Regions from separate parts of the Oryza sativa genome. Here region 1 is linked to region 2. The links are chromatin contacts, called in public HiCAR-type maps. All regions are on one chromosome and are shown on one strand. Each heading gives the region's core, a stretch centred on a gene start, on an enhancer-like site or on the middle of the called end of the contact. The rest is flanking DNA. Distances are from core to core; before and after follow the strand shown. Region 1 holds the start of LOC4341453 (protein OVEREXPRESSOR OF CATIONIC PEROXIDASE 3). Region 2 holds the start of LOC4341426 (F-box/kelch-repeat protein At1g80440).

Region 1 (6,761 bases), core at 3,910-6,409, 370 kb before region 2:
GAATTGTACCAGACAAAGAACTGAAGAACAACCCAAATCTCAATAGCTGCTGGTTGCTAGTACTAATAAGCTCTAATAACTATGGGTTTGAGCCATGGATCTGGATCGAGGAGCTGATGAACAAAAGAGAAGGTAAAAAAAAGAAAAAAAAACTAACCTGACAAATATATATGTGTTTATAAGCAGTACAAACTCATGTGTCACTCGAGTGTATAGACATGCCCCAGATCCATGGCTCACACGGCTTTACAGTAACAGATGATGCAGCACCACCGGGAAGGTATGTATGGTTTTTTATATGTCACCCCGTTTGTTTCACTTCTTCCTCGGCTTGGCGCGGCGCGACGTCGCCGACGACGACGAGCCGGAGCCGGAGAAGATGGAGCAGAGGATGCAGCCGGACACCCTCGGCGACGGCGGGTCGACGTCCGGGGCGATGTCCTTGGTCCTGAACACCTGCTGGCTGCGGTTGTCGTCCTCCTTCTGACCGTCCTTCTTCTTCTTCTTCTTCTTCTTCCTCTGCTGCTTCGTCGTCTTCTCGCTGTCGTCGCCGTCGTCGGCAGCGACACGGCGCATCATGCCGATGCTCCCGACGCTCTTGGAATGCCGGAGCTCCGGCTGGGGCTCCTCCGTGCCGCCACCGCCATCGCCATCGCCGGCCTTGGCCGCCTCTGCGTCCTCGGTCAAGAACCGCTCGTCCCAGACCAGGCCTGACGAACCGGACCTTCTGAATGTTGTCGCTGATCTTTGCAAGCCAGCCATCATCTGCACCACCAAAACCACCACTCCTCTCTGCAAAAAAAGAGGAAGCAACTTATCTGCAATTGTGGAGAACAAGAGGTGAGGATGAACTGAACGGTGTGTTCTCTTCTTCTCCTGGGGTTGGGTTGATTGCCTCTGCAGGCTTCCAATGTGTGTATATATGTGAACTGAAAAGAGACAGCCATTAATGTACAGACAGAAGAGCAGTCAACAGCCGGTGCCATTGGAAAGGTACCAGGGGCTGTCTTCCATTAACTAACTAGGTTAAGCAGGGATTAGTTTATCAACAACAGGTAGAAGAACAGTACGGTAAAACTCAACAGATTAAACTATGCACCTTTCTGGTCTAAACCCCATGCCTCTGGTTTTACTTTTCCATCACAAGCATGTGGAAGAGGAGAATCCAATCCAAGTGTGCTGAAGAAGTTCGACCATTACCACCATAAAAAGAGGACAATTTGCTGAGAGCAACAAGACCCTGCATGCATAAATTCTTTTGGCAATTTGTGCACATTACTGTGTGAAAAAGATTGTCCATGATATGTCAACACAAAAGGATCCATAGAAAAAATATCTAAATTGTGTAGTATGTGTCGGCATAAAAATGCTTAATACAACTGACAAGGGTAGGGTTGGGTCCAGCCATTAATTTGGACCGCCTCTACCAAAAGTCAGTTAATGAAGGAACATAACCAACAAGGGTTGGGTGCGAACCTTGATTACCATCTCTACCAGAAATCAGTTAGTTAGGAACAGTACATCTAAAGAAAAAAGTCGTGTGGACATAGTGAAAACAAGTGAAGACAAATGGCAATTGTATTAATTCCGCTCCAGTTAACACCAGCAGACAACCAACCATTGTTAGACAAAATGAAGTACAGTGCATATACTCCCTCCATTCCATAATATAAGGCACAACTACTTTGGTTAGATGTTCCATAATATAAGGCATGGATGCATGCAAATAATTAATTAGGACCTCTTCTCCATTAAATTATTACTTTTTTAAATCCTCTACTCTCAAGATCTCTAATTCTATTGTATGCATACATTATATTTATTAGGGTGATCCAAACTAGGAGATGATAGTAATTATTTCTTGGTCTTTGGATTAAAAGTGGTTGTGCCTTATACTCCCTCCATTTCGAAATGTTTGACGCCGTTGACTTTTTAGCACATGTTTAACCGTTCGTCTTATTCAAAAAATTTAAGTAATTATTAATTCTTTTCCTATCATTTAATTCATTGTTAAATATATTTTTATGTAGGCATATAATTTTACATATTTCACAAAAGTTTTGAATAAGACGGTCGGTCAAACATGTACTAAAAAGTCAACGGTGTCAAACATTTCGAAACGGAGGGAGTATTTTGGAACGGAGGGAGTATCATCTAAAACAAAGGTACAATGCATCGATCATGATTTTAACTCAGTGGTGACAGGTGAATTTTAGGTGCAGAATAAATATCTAATGTATATGTAAATCACCAACATCTGTTTACTCCCTCTAATTTTTAGTATATCTCTAATGATTGAATCACACATGCCCCCACAGGTCTTTCTCATTCCTTCCAACCTCACTATCTCTGTGTTGCAGCCTTGCAGGTCCCCAGATGCTACCTCCCTCCCCTGTTTCCACATAGTTTCCTTCTGATGAACTCCGAAATTTCTCCATCTGCCCCAGTAATCCACAGTACATGGCAACAATTTCATATTACATAATAGAAATCATCATAGAGTTGCAAAGTTTTGAAAGACTGATAAATATAGATTGGTGTTCCTAAAGAAGTGACAATATATCTACCCTGTAGATATACCTAATCTTCTGTGTCACTCACACATGAGCCTCTCATGATGACATGACCAACGCAAAGAGCTGAGCTGACCACAAGCCCAAACTACTCACATTGAAAATAGCAACACGATTTCGATTAAAGTAAGGCAAAGCATGGGTTTGATCTAATAGAGTACTAAAAGTCACCTATCGTGGACCACAAACATTCAACTCAAAAATGTGAACGTTAAAACATTTAACACAATCGTGTCAGCTACTCTGTCGCTGCCTTCCCAAACTTACTGGCATACAACTTCATCTTAAATCCCTACACTTAGGGTGAGTTTGAGGAGAAGTGGATTGAGAAGATTCGGAAGATACGCAAAATAAGATGAGCCATTAGCGCATGATTAACTGAGTATTAACTATTTTAAATTTTAAAAATAGATTAATATGATTTTTTAAAGCAACTTTCCTATAGAAAATTTTTGCAAAAAATGCACCGGTTAGTAGTTTGGGAAGTGTGCGCGCGGAATACAATGGGCTTTCTCACCCAATCCCCCAGGAACCAACGCACCCTTAATACTTCTGGCATAAAAGAAAAACATATACGGGATTACTGGGCACATATCCCAAAAAACCAGACTAGAGAAAAGATTATGTGAAACGCCTTGCTTCCAATAAGAAAACCAATCTAAGCAAGAACAAGACAGAATCTATTGTGACATTTATCATTCAGAAAATCAAGATCTGGTCAACAGAACCCAAGCCGACTTTCACTGAAGCTAATAGTCAAAATGGTGGTCCAGAGTGCAACAAATAAAATTATCAAAGTGGCAATTAAGAGTTGTACCTGTCACATTGGTTGATATGGGAGTACTAATATAAAACATACTCCATATTGGGCTTGCAGAAATTCTTCTACTTCAAAAATTCAAATTTAGAATTTGCAAATAGTTCAAAGAGGAAACCATCATACATGCTAATTTGAAGTAATTATCAACTAGCTATGGTCTCAGATAGGGATCTCTTGAATGCAACTCGATGGTCAGGTACCCCATCCTGTTCCCTTCTATCCTCAAACCACTTAACAATGGTCTTCCGTGGAAGGCTTGTCACTTGAACTATGCTGCTGATCATTGTATTCTGGATCCAATGCAAGAACAAACATAAAATTTAAGCAATGAAGTGAAATGTACTCCACTGAATGAAAAGGATGATCATAGTGGAAAATTCACTTACTGTAGGGCGTTTGGTTCGGGAGTAGACTCTTTCTAATGTCTCCAGTTGCACCTTTTTTAATCTTTTCTGTGAAGACCATTCTGCGCACATGACATGAACAGGAAGTTCCGTCTGTGGCTTGGTTTCAGTGACATCAGCGTTATCAACTACTGGAGAGGGCTCTATTTCCTTGATTTCAGGTTTAGAAGGGTCTTCATCAGGCAAAGAATCAGACATGAATAGAAGTTTTGGAGGTGGATTTCGGAGCAATTCAATGACCAAAGTCCTATCCAGGCCTAGTTCCCCTGCAAGATTCTTTATCTGCAATGGAAACAATTCATATAAGACAACAGAAAAAAAAACCTTCGATAATTTAAAGTTTGGATATATACCTATTACTACTATAAAGGAACGCTTCCTACAAACAGAAACTAACAGATTTCAGAAATGGAAATTAATTAGAATCCAAGTGGATATTTATCTACTCACACTAGTTTTACGGCGACCTATTTTGAGAGCACGAGCCAGCCTCTTAAGTTGCCAGTTTTTCAGCTCTGGCCGTTTGATTTCATCCGTTTTTTCATCATTCCCATAAGCCTCAGAGCCTAATGACGAACCCTCTCCAGATTCATCAGCATCAGCAATATCCCCGATTGCCTCTGCCAACTCCTGCTCAAATCTTGCCATATCTTCTTCTGAAATTCCATCGTCATCATCCTCAACAGACAAATCATCATTCTTGAGATCTTCTTCCAACTGCTTAAAAAGTGCTTCCAGCGCGTCGTCATCGTCTTCACCACCACCGCCAATATCATCCTCTACTACAACCTCCTCATTCTGGATTTTATTCTGGAATACATAACATTTTATCAACAACCCTTCCAGCCACAGCTTACGTGAGGGAACATTTAGGGGACAGACACATAAATCTCAAACACATCCGAGATAAAGATATGCATGCAACAAACAAAAAAAAAAATCGATAATATTCTCCAACTACAGAATAAGATAAGGTCAGTACGATAAGGAAAACACTATAAACGATTCTGCAACTCCTCTCGATGAGTAGGTGTAAAACGCAACAAATTCAGCAATTCACCAACCCGAATTTCCAGTCGCTCGCAGGGCGCCATCTCATCTACACTACTCTATCTACATCTACAGTAAAAAAAAAAGAAGAAGAAGAGGGGTTTAGAGGAGGAAGCAGTGACTGCGAGGTGACCTTGTACTTGGAGGGCCTCCGGCGAAGGGCGCAGGCGACGCCCCGCGGCGAGCGGCGGAGGAGCGGCCGTGCCAGGAACACTCGCGCCCCTGGCGCGGCGGCGGCCGCGGCCACGGCGAGCGGCGCCCCCACCATCGCCGCCATTTCCGCGAGCTCTCTCTTCGGATATTTTCGCTCCCACCTCTGCCCTCCTCTCCGTGGGATTTTTGGTTTCGCAGAGTCCAGAATCCAAATGGGCCGTCTCTCTTCGTCTGGGCCCATTTTGTCCTCAGTTCTAGCCCATAAATAAAATAAAATAAGTTCACTTTCGGTTTCTCTATTTTTACGTCGAGTTTTCACTTTTGCATGGTGTTCTTTTGTCCGAAGATGAAGATTAAGATTAAGTTTTTTATGTAAAATGAGATGGTATTAACATATGATTGATTGAGTTTTAATTATTACAAACTTGAAAAATATATTAATATGATATTTTAGAGCAACTTTCATATAGAAAGTTTTTGCACGAAACGCACCGCGTGCCACGAAAATCTTAATCTTAATCCAACTCTTGTTGGAGAAAAGAACATGACTGCAATACCGGATTATCCAATGTCCGAGGGACGCACCCGTGCTTCGCCACTATCACCACCATCCTCGTCGGAGTCTAGGTGGTCACCGGTGTCGGTGCCGCGTTGTGTCCTGTCATGGAGCATAGAGCGAGAAGCCTAGAAAAAGAAGAAGAAAATGGAAGAAGAAAAGAGGAGTGTGAGACTGATAGGTGGGTCCCACACCAACTCAGCCAAGTTGATCGCGGTCAAATCGTCACGTTAGTTGAACCCGGTGCACAATACTATTATGGGACCTCGTGTAATATGGCATCACAAGTTGAGGGATACATTATACTTCATCCGTTTGTGAAACGGAGGAAGTATATGATATTGTGGTTCAGGGACGCGCGATTTCAAACGGGACGTTAAGATGAGGGATCTGAAGTGAACTTATTTCATAAATAAAATGGGCTGGAACTTTAGGCCCATAATACGTGGTCTTTGTTGGGCTCAATATCAGTAGGAGAGATGTGGGGCCCATCTAGCAGTAGGAGTGGGTAGTTAGCCGAACCGGTCAGAGACGCGTCAAGAAGACGACGCCAACGCGGCGGCGGCGGCGGCGGCGAAGAGGAAGGCGAGGAGCTCGTCGTCGCCGGCACGCGCGCAGCGCAGCGCAGGGTCGCCGACTTGCGTGTTGCGGTCGCCTCGCCTCGCCGCCCCGCGCTGTTGATCGGTCGGCGAGGACAGGAGGCGCCGAGGCGGGGGTGATGCGGCGGTCGTCGAGCGGGGCGCGCGTGTCGTCGGAGGGCGGCAGCGGCGGCGGCGGAGAGATCGAAGGAGTGGGGCTGCCGACGTGCGACCCGCAGTCGGCGGCGGGGCGGAGGGAGGCGGCGCGGGCGCGGGCGCTGCAGCGCGCCGTGCACTGCATCCCGCTCGTGCTGATCCTCTGCGCCCTCCTCCTCTGGCTCTCCGCCTCTTGAGCCTCTTCGGTGAGCACCAACTAATCTCCATATCTCTCTCTCTATGTCGATGGCGAGATGCTAATTAGCTCAGTAGGATAGCGATCGTCGCGGCGTGAGCATGATCTGATCGAATCTTGCCCCCATTTCTTGGAAAAAGTGCGCTTCTTGTCTGTATGATCTATTTACGAATCACATCCCAGCATCAAGTTGAAAATTTTTGAGCAACGATCCGAAATGGTTTCAGGAAAATGCTTAATAATCCCAACAATATCAAGACTGGTATCGTCTCACT
Region 2 (7,134 bases), core at 1,232-3,731:
ACGCGCGGAATTAATTGAGCACACACGGAGAAGGAGATCGGCCGGCTGTTTCCCGGCGCATATCCATCCACCCGACCGCGACCAGCGGCGTCGTCATCACGTACGCGGCGGGCGAGTGGATGTGGATTTGGCTGCGCTGCGGTGGTCTCGCCGACCAATCCGTCGAGCAGCAGCCGCCGTTCCAAAAAACCGGATAATAAGCAAGCTAGCAAAGCAAGCGCTGGCGGCTTGGAAGGGATACTTCACCGATGGTGTCCCTATCGCATTCTTCCCACTTGTCGCGGTTTATGGTGGCTCGCGCGCGGTTTTGCCGCGCTGCTCAGGTGTCGGGTGCAGTGGATTGGATCCGACTCTTTCACCGGGTTAATTGCAGATTTGAGTCAAAAATGTTCACCTCCACTAGACAGGAAACCACACACCCGGGTTTCTGCGTACTTTTTCTACTGTATATTTAGAGTCTCATAGTAAATAGGTAATGGTATCTCATGGCATCTTCTTAAGAATCGTAAAATTGCTTTTATTTAGCTAGATTTCAACTATGGTTGTGTTTAGTTCACACTGAAGTTTGGAAATTTGGTTGAAATTAGTACGATGTGATAGAAAATTTGTGTGTATGAAAAGGTTTGATGTGATAAAAAGTTAGAAGTTTGAAAAAAAAAATTTAGAACTAAACATGGCCTATGCACAACGGGATTTTTCCTGTGTTTCAGGAGTAGGGAGTACTGTACTTGTGGGCATGAATTCAGTGCGAATTTGGCCCTGGAAAAAAAATGAATGGGAAAGAAAGGAGCAGCAGTAAATGCGGCGAGAAGACGACACAGGATGTGTTCGGATACGACAAAGGGGATTCATTACTTCCTCGTCGTATTGTCAGATTCGCTGTGCTTGAGCCATTCCAGAAGCTTCCAAACACTGCGATCTCGAAGCAGAGCGTCTCCGCTCGAGGTAAGCAGCTTGCCTTTTGCAACGAAACGGTTTCTAGAAGCCACGAACATTCCAACTGTACTGAAACAAACAAACACAAGCTGCGAAAAGGCGTGTGTTTGTTACAAACACACACTGTCATTTGATCAAAAATTTCAAAATTGATACACTCGTTTAACCATTTTTTTTCCTCGCAAAAGTTGCTGTACAAACTCGAACTCTGCTACTCACACATATGTGATATGTACATAGATGGATACACAATTATACACGGAATTTAGTTTCTGTAATACGCTTCAGATTTCTAGAAGGCAGGCGGCCTGGACGTGCCCGGAGAACTCGGGCGGCGCCGGCGCGCGCGCCCACGACGCGGGCTTGCCGGCCTCCTCCCGCAGCGTGTACACCGTCTGGTCGCCGCCGTGGCAGTCGGACCCGATGACCACGACGCGGCCGTCGGGGATGACGGAAACGGCCGCCGCGGTGCGCGCGTCCTCCGGCACCGGCGCCACGGGCCGCCACGCCGCGGGGGCGGAGGAGATGGCGCCGTGGCGCGCCACGAGGTGCCCGTCGCGGAGCATGTACATGCGGTCTCCGGCCTCGGGGGCGGCGCTGCAGGTTCTCGGGCACGCGCCGTCGTCGACGAAGCCTTCTTGGACGGCGGACCAGGTGGACGTCGCCGGGTCGAACCACTCGGCGGAGCCGACGAATCGCCCCTGCGCCGGCGTCGGGTACCCGCCGACGACCAGGAACTTGCCGTCGACGCAGAGCCCGCGCGGCTCGTCGCGCTCCTCCGCCATGTCGGGGAGCGCGGCCCACGCGTCGGCGTCCGGGTCGTACGCCAGCGCCGATCGAAGGGCGTTCTTCTCCTCGTCGTGGCCACCGGCGACGAACACCTTCCCGCCGACGGCGGCGCACGCGAAGAACGACCGGCGCGGGCCCGGCATGGCCGCGCCACGGCGCCACGCGCCCGTGAGGAAGTCATACACGAGCACCGAGTCCGTCGGCGCCCACGTCTCCGGGTCCCAGCCGCCGACGACCACCAGCCGCTTCCTCCCCTCCACACCGCCATCCACCGCCGCCACCTGGCAGAACAGCGGCAAGCTCCCACTCGCTCCACCCACCTCCGGCAGCGGCGTCCACCTCCCCTCCGCCGGGTCCAACAGCACCATCCGGTACGAGTTCCCCGGCACACCGCCGGCCGACGACTGCTTGTCCGCCGCCGGGCCCGCCTCGGCGAGCTCACGCCGCGCCTGCACCAGCGCGAGCGCCGGGCGCGCCAGGCCCTCCGCCTTCCTCAGGCGGTTGTACGCCGGCGACTCCACCTCCGCCTTCCACTGGCGCGAGATGCGGCGCACCGCCGGCAGCTGGTCGAACCCCACCCGGATGAGGCACTCCCTCGCCACCTCCTCCGGCAACCCCGGAATCAGCTCGTTGTAACCCATGATGCTCAATCGAGCTGGAATTCGAGCAAGAAATGCGTGAGATGATGATGATTTCTTGGCTTCTCTTCTCTTCTCTTGTCTGAGCTTGGTGTGTTTGATGTGTTTTGTGTAAGGCAGAGTGGCGGGAGTGGCATCCGCTACTTATACAAGGGGAAAGAAGGGAACGGACTGCGGATGGAGGGATGGATGGATTGCGTGATTTTTTTGGGGGGTTTATGTGGGCCCCGTTGCTTGCACGGCTATGGTTTATGTTTCTTTCAGTTTGGCTTTTTCTAGTTTTTTTTTTGACTCTGTGACGTGTAAAATTGAGTAGATTAGCTCTTTTGAGACTAATCTACCAGTAGATGATATGGTTTGTTTTATTTTGGGAGACTCTGTTTCGGGTAAGAATGCCACATCGGATGCAGTATCCTTTTTATGTTGGCCGAGGTAAAGGGATGAGGCTGTTTGTGGGAATTGCCTGTTTGTGTGGAGGTTTATCTCAACCGTCGTCATGCTTAGTTCAACTTCGTTTGGCTAACGAACTGCTTAGTACTCCACTATACGACATGGAAACTGTTGCTTCGTTCTGCAATCTGCACCAGGAAAACAGCAAAAATCCTTCGTCGGGTGTTGCCAACTTCACAGGAAGTAAAACAAGAACGACATGACACGACCATTACAATTTTACTAGTAGTACTGTACACGCAAATGCAACAAAAGACCGAGCTGTTATAGTTCTACGGACACCTGTGCCAACAAATTGGGCCCACATGACCTCCAAAAATCCGTGCGCTTGGATTTGGGGATTCCGGATTCCCCTTGTCACCCTCCTCACACTTTCCGCCGGTCTTCTACAAACACACGTACTAGTAGCAATAAGAGTAGTAAACACGCTCTGTGCAATCATGTTTCCATATTTCAATTTCACTACTGCTACTACTAGTAGCACGGTTTTTATTTCGGTTAGCACTGTCTCCTCTCCACGCAGTCGCACACGTGTAGGGCTCAGCGCAGGTATCGCGCGCGTGCCGCCCGTGGAGTCGCGCCACTGAACAGGTTGATGTGCCGCGTCCCGTGAAGCTGTATACGCTTTGCGGCGAGCCGGGTGCCGTCTCTGAACGCTACGGTTTTCTCTCCTCCTGGCCACACGTCGGAGACTCGGAGGCTCATTATTGCCGAAGAGTGTGCACGCGTCACGGCGTCAGGAGCAGAAGCCGCCGCGGCCAAGCTAAGGTCAGACCGGGTTCGGCCTGCCTCCATGAACGAACGGATCGATCCCGCGATCGAGCAGCCGCGCGGCCGCCGGCCGGCGCCACACGTCAAGTCCAGCGAGCCGGACGGCGCGTGAACGTGCTTGCTGCCGAACTAGCGGCGTCGTGTCAAGTTCATTGCTAAACGCCGGGACCGGGAAGGATTACTATAGTAGTACTAGGCATCATGACCACACCGAGAATTGTTTGCTGTGCCTGTGCTGTGCACGCAGTTCCGCTACACCACGCGCAACGTCGCGCCGCCCCCGGGATTTTTAGCGACAGCGACGTACGCGAGATTAGACTATTAGAGAGCGAAAGAAAATAAACGGGAGGAGAAAAACAACGGGTGGGTTTCTCCGGTGATCCGGACAGCCGCCTGCCTGCATGCCTGCCTAGTTGCCCTCGCAGGGCCCGGTAGTAACGCAAGTGGAACGGAATCACCGCGCGCGCGTTCGCGGGTGGTGTCGGGAAGTGGTAAGCCCTATCCGCTAATCCCACCTCGCTCGCGCTGCCTTATCTCGTCTCGTCTCGCCACGCCAGGGCCCAGGGGCCCCCCGCGTCTCGCGCAGCCGGCCTCACCCTCGCGATTGATTCTGGCTGGCTCTCGCGCGCGCGAGCGGTGGGGAAGGGTAAAAAAGAAAAATCTGGAGGCGCGCGACGAGGCGTCGCCGTCGTGGGCGGGGGAGGCTGTGACGATTGACGAACGGTGGCGGAGCGGTCGCTAGCTAGCTTGCCACGCAATCGCGCGTGGTGATGCGGCGCGCGCGTCGGATCGATCGAATCGAACGGCGGCGGCACAGCGCTTATGTATCCGGAATTCCGGATCCACCATACGGCCTGACGGTTTCGATACGGCTCTCCCGCTGTTTTTTCTCTTCGTTTTTTTTTATGACGGGAGTGTGCTGGGAGCCTGCGATTTCTGTCTCTTGCCACGCCATTAAGCCACAGCAATCTTTTCTAATAACTCGCGTCTTTTTCCGAAGTCTAGCTTAAGTAAGAAGCGTATTCTTAGCCAACATATGGAATTATGGATAACGCTTGGAAGAACAGAAGCCTTGCTGCCGTCAAACCGAAATGGGAGACGAGCTTGGGTTGCCAAGTTGTTTCTAGAATCATTGAACCAGCTAGTTCGAAATAAAGAACGAGTTCACTGAGTGATATTATCTGGAGTCCGTTGGTCTCAAGTAAGACAAGCTGACTGCAGAGTATGTTAAACAGAGCAAGCAATACGAACTGGCAAACAGAGTATGGCTAACCCGGTGGTGTTGATTAGTGCATTAACCAATATCAAACATTATGGGACGTGGGTATGCTAAAAAATTTAAAAGACCCAAAACAGCGATGGAATCAAAAAACGAAGATGTCGTAAAAGACGGGCTCGCTTGGTCGATTCAATGGTCGTCATCTCCATGACCATCCAACCGTGTGATTGGTTTAAGGGGAACTGGTGAAGAGGGAATGAAAGTTTGAGGTTATGTAGGAACCAGAGGCGGCTGAACCTCAGAATGTAGTGGACGGCCCCGCTCGTTCGCGGGTGGTATTGAGAAGTGGTAATCCTATCCGCTAATCCCCCCGACCTCGCGCTGCCTTATCTCGTCTCGCCTCACGCTCTCACCACCACGCGCCCGTGTTGGCGCGCGGGGGAAGAGAGGCGAGAAAAAGAAAAATCTGGAGGCGCGACGAGGCGTCGCCGTCGGGCGGTCGGGTGGCGGAGCGCGTGGTGATGCGGCGCGTCGGGGTCGATCCGCTCGGCAGTGCGCCTGCCGGTTTCGTTACGACTCCCGCTGTTTTTCTCCCCTTCGTTTTCCCGTTTTTCGATCCGTTCCTAGCAGCGTGCCGCCCCTTTCCGTTGAAAGCCACCGCAAACCTGCGTCGTTTTCGGAGGATTAGCTTATGTTGGAAGCGTATTCTTTAGCCAACATATGGATAGGCTTGGAAGAACAGAAGCTAGCTGCTGTCAAAGCTAAAACAAGAGAGCGTCCTAAGGTTTGCCACGTTGTTCATAAAATCGCTACAGCTCAAAATAAAGAATGAGTTCGGTGAGTGACAACTGCGAATCCGTTGGTCTCAAGCCAAACAAGCGGACTGCAGAAGTGCAGAGTATGTCAAAGTCAAACAGAGCCTGTTTAGTTTTAAACTTTTCCTTTAAGCTTTCAATTTTTTCACCACATCAAAACTTTCCTACACATACAAACTTTCAACTTTTCCGTCACATCGTTTCAATTTTACCTAAACCTCCAATTTTAGCGTGAACTAAACACACGGGGAGTAAGAAAAAAAACCGTGAAGCAGAGTATGTTAATGGCTTCTACATCGGACGGCACCAAATTCAGATTTCCCAAAAACCGTATAGTTTCAAAAACTAATAAGAATATCGTACCCGGTAAACATGATTGCCATAAGCGAGGTAGAACTTCATCGTTTGGCCTAATAAATCAAAACAAAAGCCAAAATTTAAATTTTTAAAATTAAATTTAATACATTTTCAACTTAATTCTTTTAAACATTGGTTTTTAAGTCGTTACGAACAAATATATAAAAGTTTAACCTAGAAATTAACTTTTATTTTCTAATAAACTATTTTGCCTTATTAGAAAATATGGGTAAGTAATGAGGCTCGTATTCGCGTGATATTGCAAACTCTGACCCTATGCCAATCCAAAGTAAAGAGGTGCATCAAACTCAGAGGATTTCCTTTCCTCACTCTTGTTTTATGAAGCTCTTTCTACTACCACCTGGAACATTTGGAAGGAGAAAAATAAACTTAAATTTAAGATATTTTCAACTTAATTTTTTTAAGTATTGGCTTTTAAGTCGCTACGAAGGTGTAAATTGATGGAATCGAGAAAAGAAGGTGTCTCGATTAATGGTCGTTGTCTCCTTCATCCAAGCGCTCTACACACGGGGCGACGCTAATGGGCGATCGATCCCCATCCCCTATACGCTCCTCTCCCCCTTCCTCCTCCCCTTCTTCTCTTCCTACTACACCATAATTTTTTTAAAAAAATAAAAAATATAAAGTTGGAAAAAATTATGTATAGAAATACTATAAATAAAAAATATTTGAATTTAAATTCAAATTTGAAACGGGTATGTAAACTTTTGACTTATAAACTTTGGGTCTATAAACTAATATTTGAATTCAGATTCAAATTCAAATTTGAATCGGGTATGTAAACTTTGGGTCTATAAATTTTAGGTGTATAGAAAAACTATATATAAAAAAATGTGAATTCAAATTCAAATTAATATTTGAATTCAAATTCAAATTTGAATCGGGTATATAAACTTTTGACTTATAAAATTTGGGTCTATAAACTTGAGGTGTATAAACTTTAGATGTATAGAAATACTATATATAAAAAGTATTTGAATTCAAATTCAAATTTGAATTGGGTATATAAACTTTTGACTTATAAACTTTGAATCTCTAATCATTAGGTGTATAAACTTTAGATGTGTAAACTTAAGGTGTACAAACTTTAGGTGTATAAATTTACTAAAATAGGAAAGTAATGCGGTGTCAAAAAAGA

The links. HiCAR-type assays count read pairs that join an accessible place to other places.
Region 1: a HiCAR-type map of leaf shows a contact between it and region 2, with 2.4 times the contacts expected there. The contact joins the promoter of LOC4341453 here to the promoter of LOC4341426 in region 2. A contact is called at or near these places in 1 of 15 Hi-C or Micro-C datasets (seedling) and 1 of 4 datasets of contacts at active chromatin or transcription factors (leaf).

The regions. Positions count from the first base shown.
Region 1 is chr6:24,582,771-24,589,531 of ASM3414082v1, reverse strand. It overlaps LOC4341453 (protein OVEREXPRESSOR OF CATIONIC PEROXIDASE 3), which reads right to left and starts at 5,159. Exons shown (of 4, transcript XM_015788133.2): 1 at 4,981-5,159; 2 at 4,248-4,607; 3 at 3,780-4,079; 4 at 3,339-3,683. The coding sequence starts at 5,124. The coding sequence ends at 3,537. LOC9267613 (a long non-coding RNA gene) reads left to right here and starts at 6,051. Exons shown (of 2, transcript XR_010741815.1): 1 at 6,051-6,496. LOC4341454 reads right to left here and starts at 893. Exons shown (of 1, transcript XM_015788134.3): 1 at 22-893. The coding sequence starts at 765. The coding sequence ends at 316.
Region 2 is chr6:24,214,299-24,221,432 of ASM3414082v1, reverse strand. It overlaps LOC4341426 (F-box/kelch-repeat protein At1g80440), which reads right to left and starts at 2,481. Exons shown (of 1, transcript XM_015785733.3): 1 at 1,027-2,481. The coding sequence starts at 2,366. The coding sequence ends at 1,221.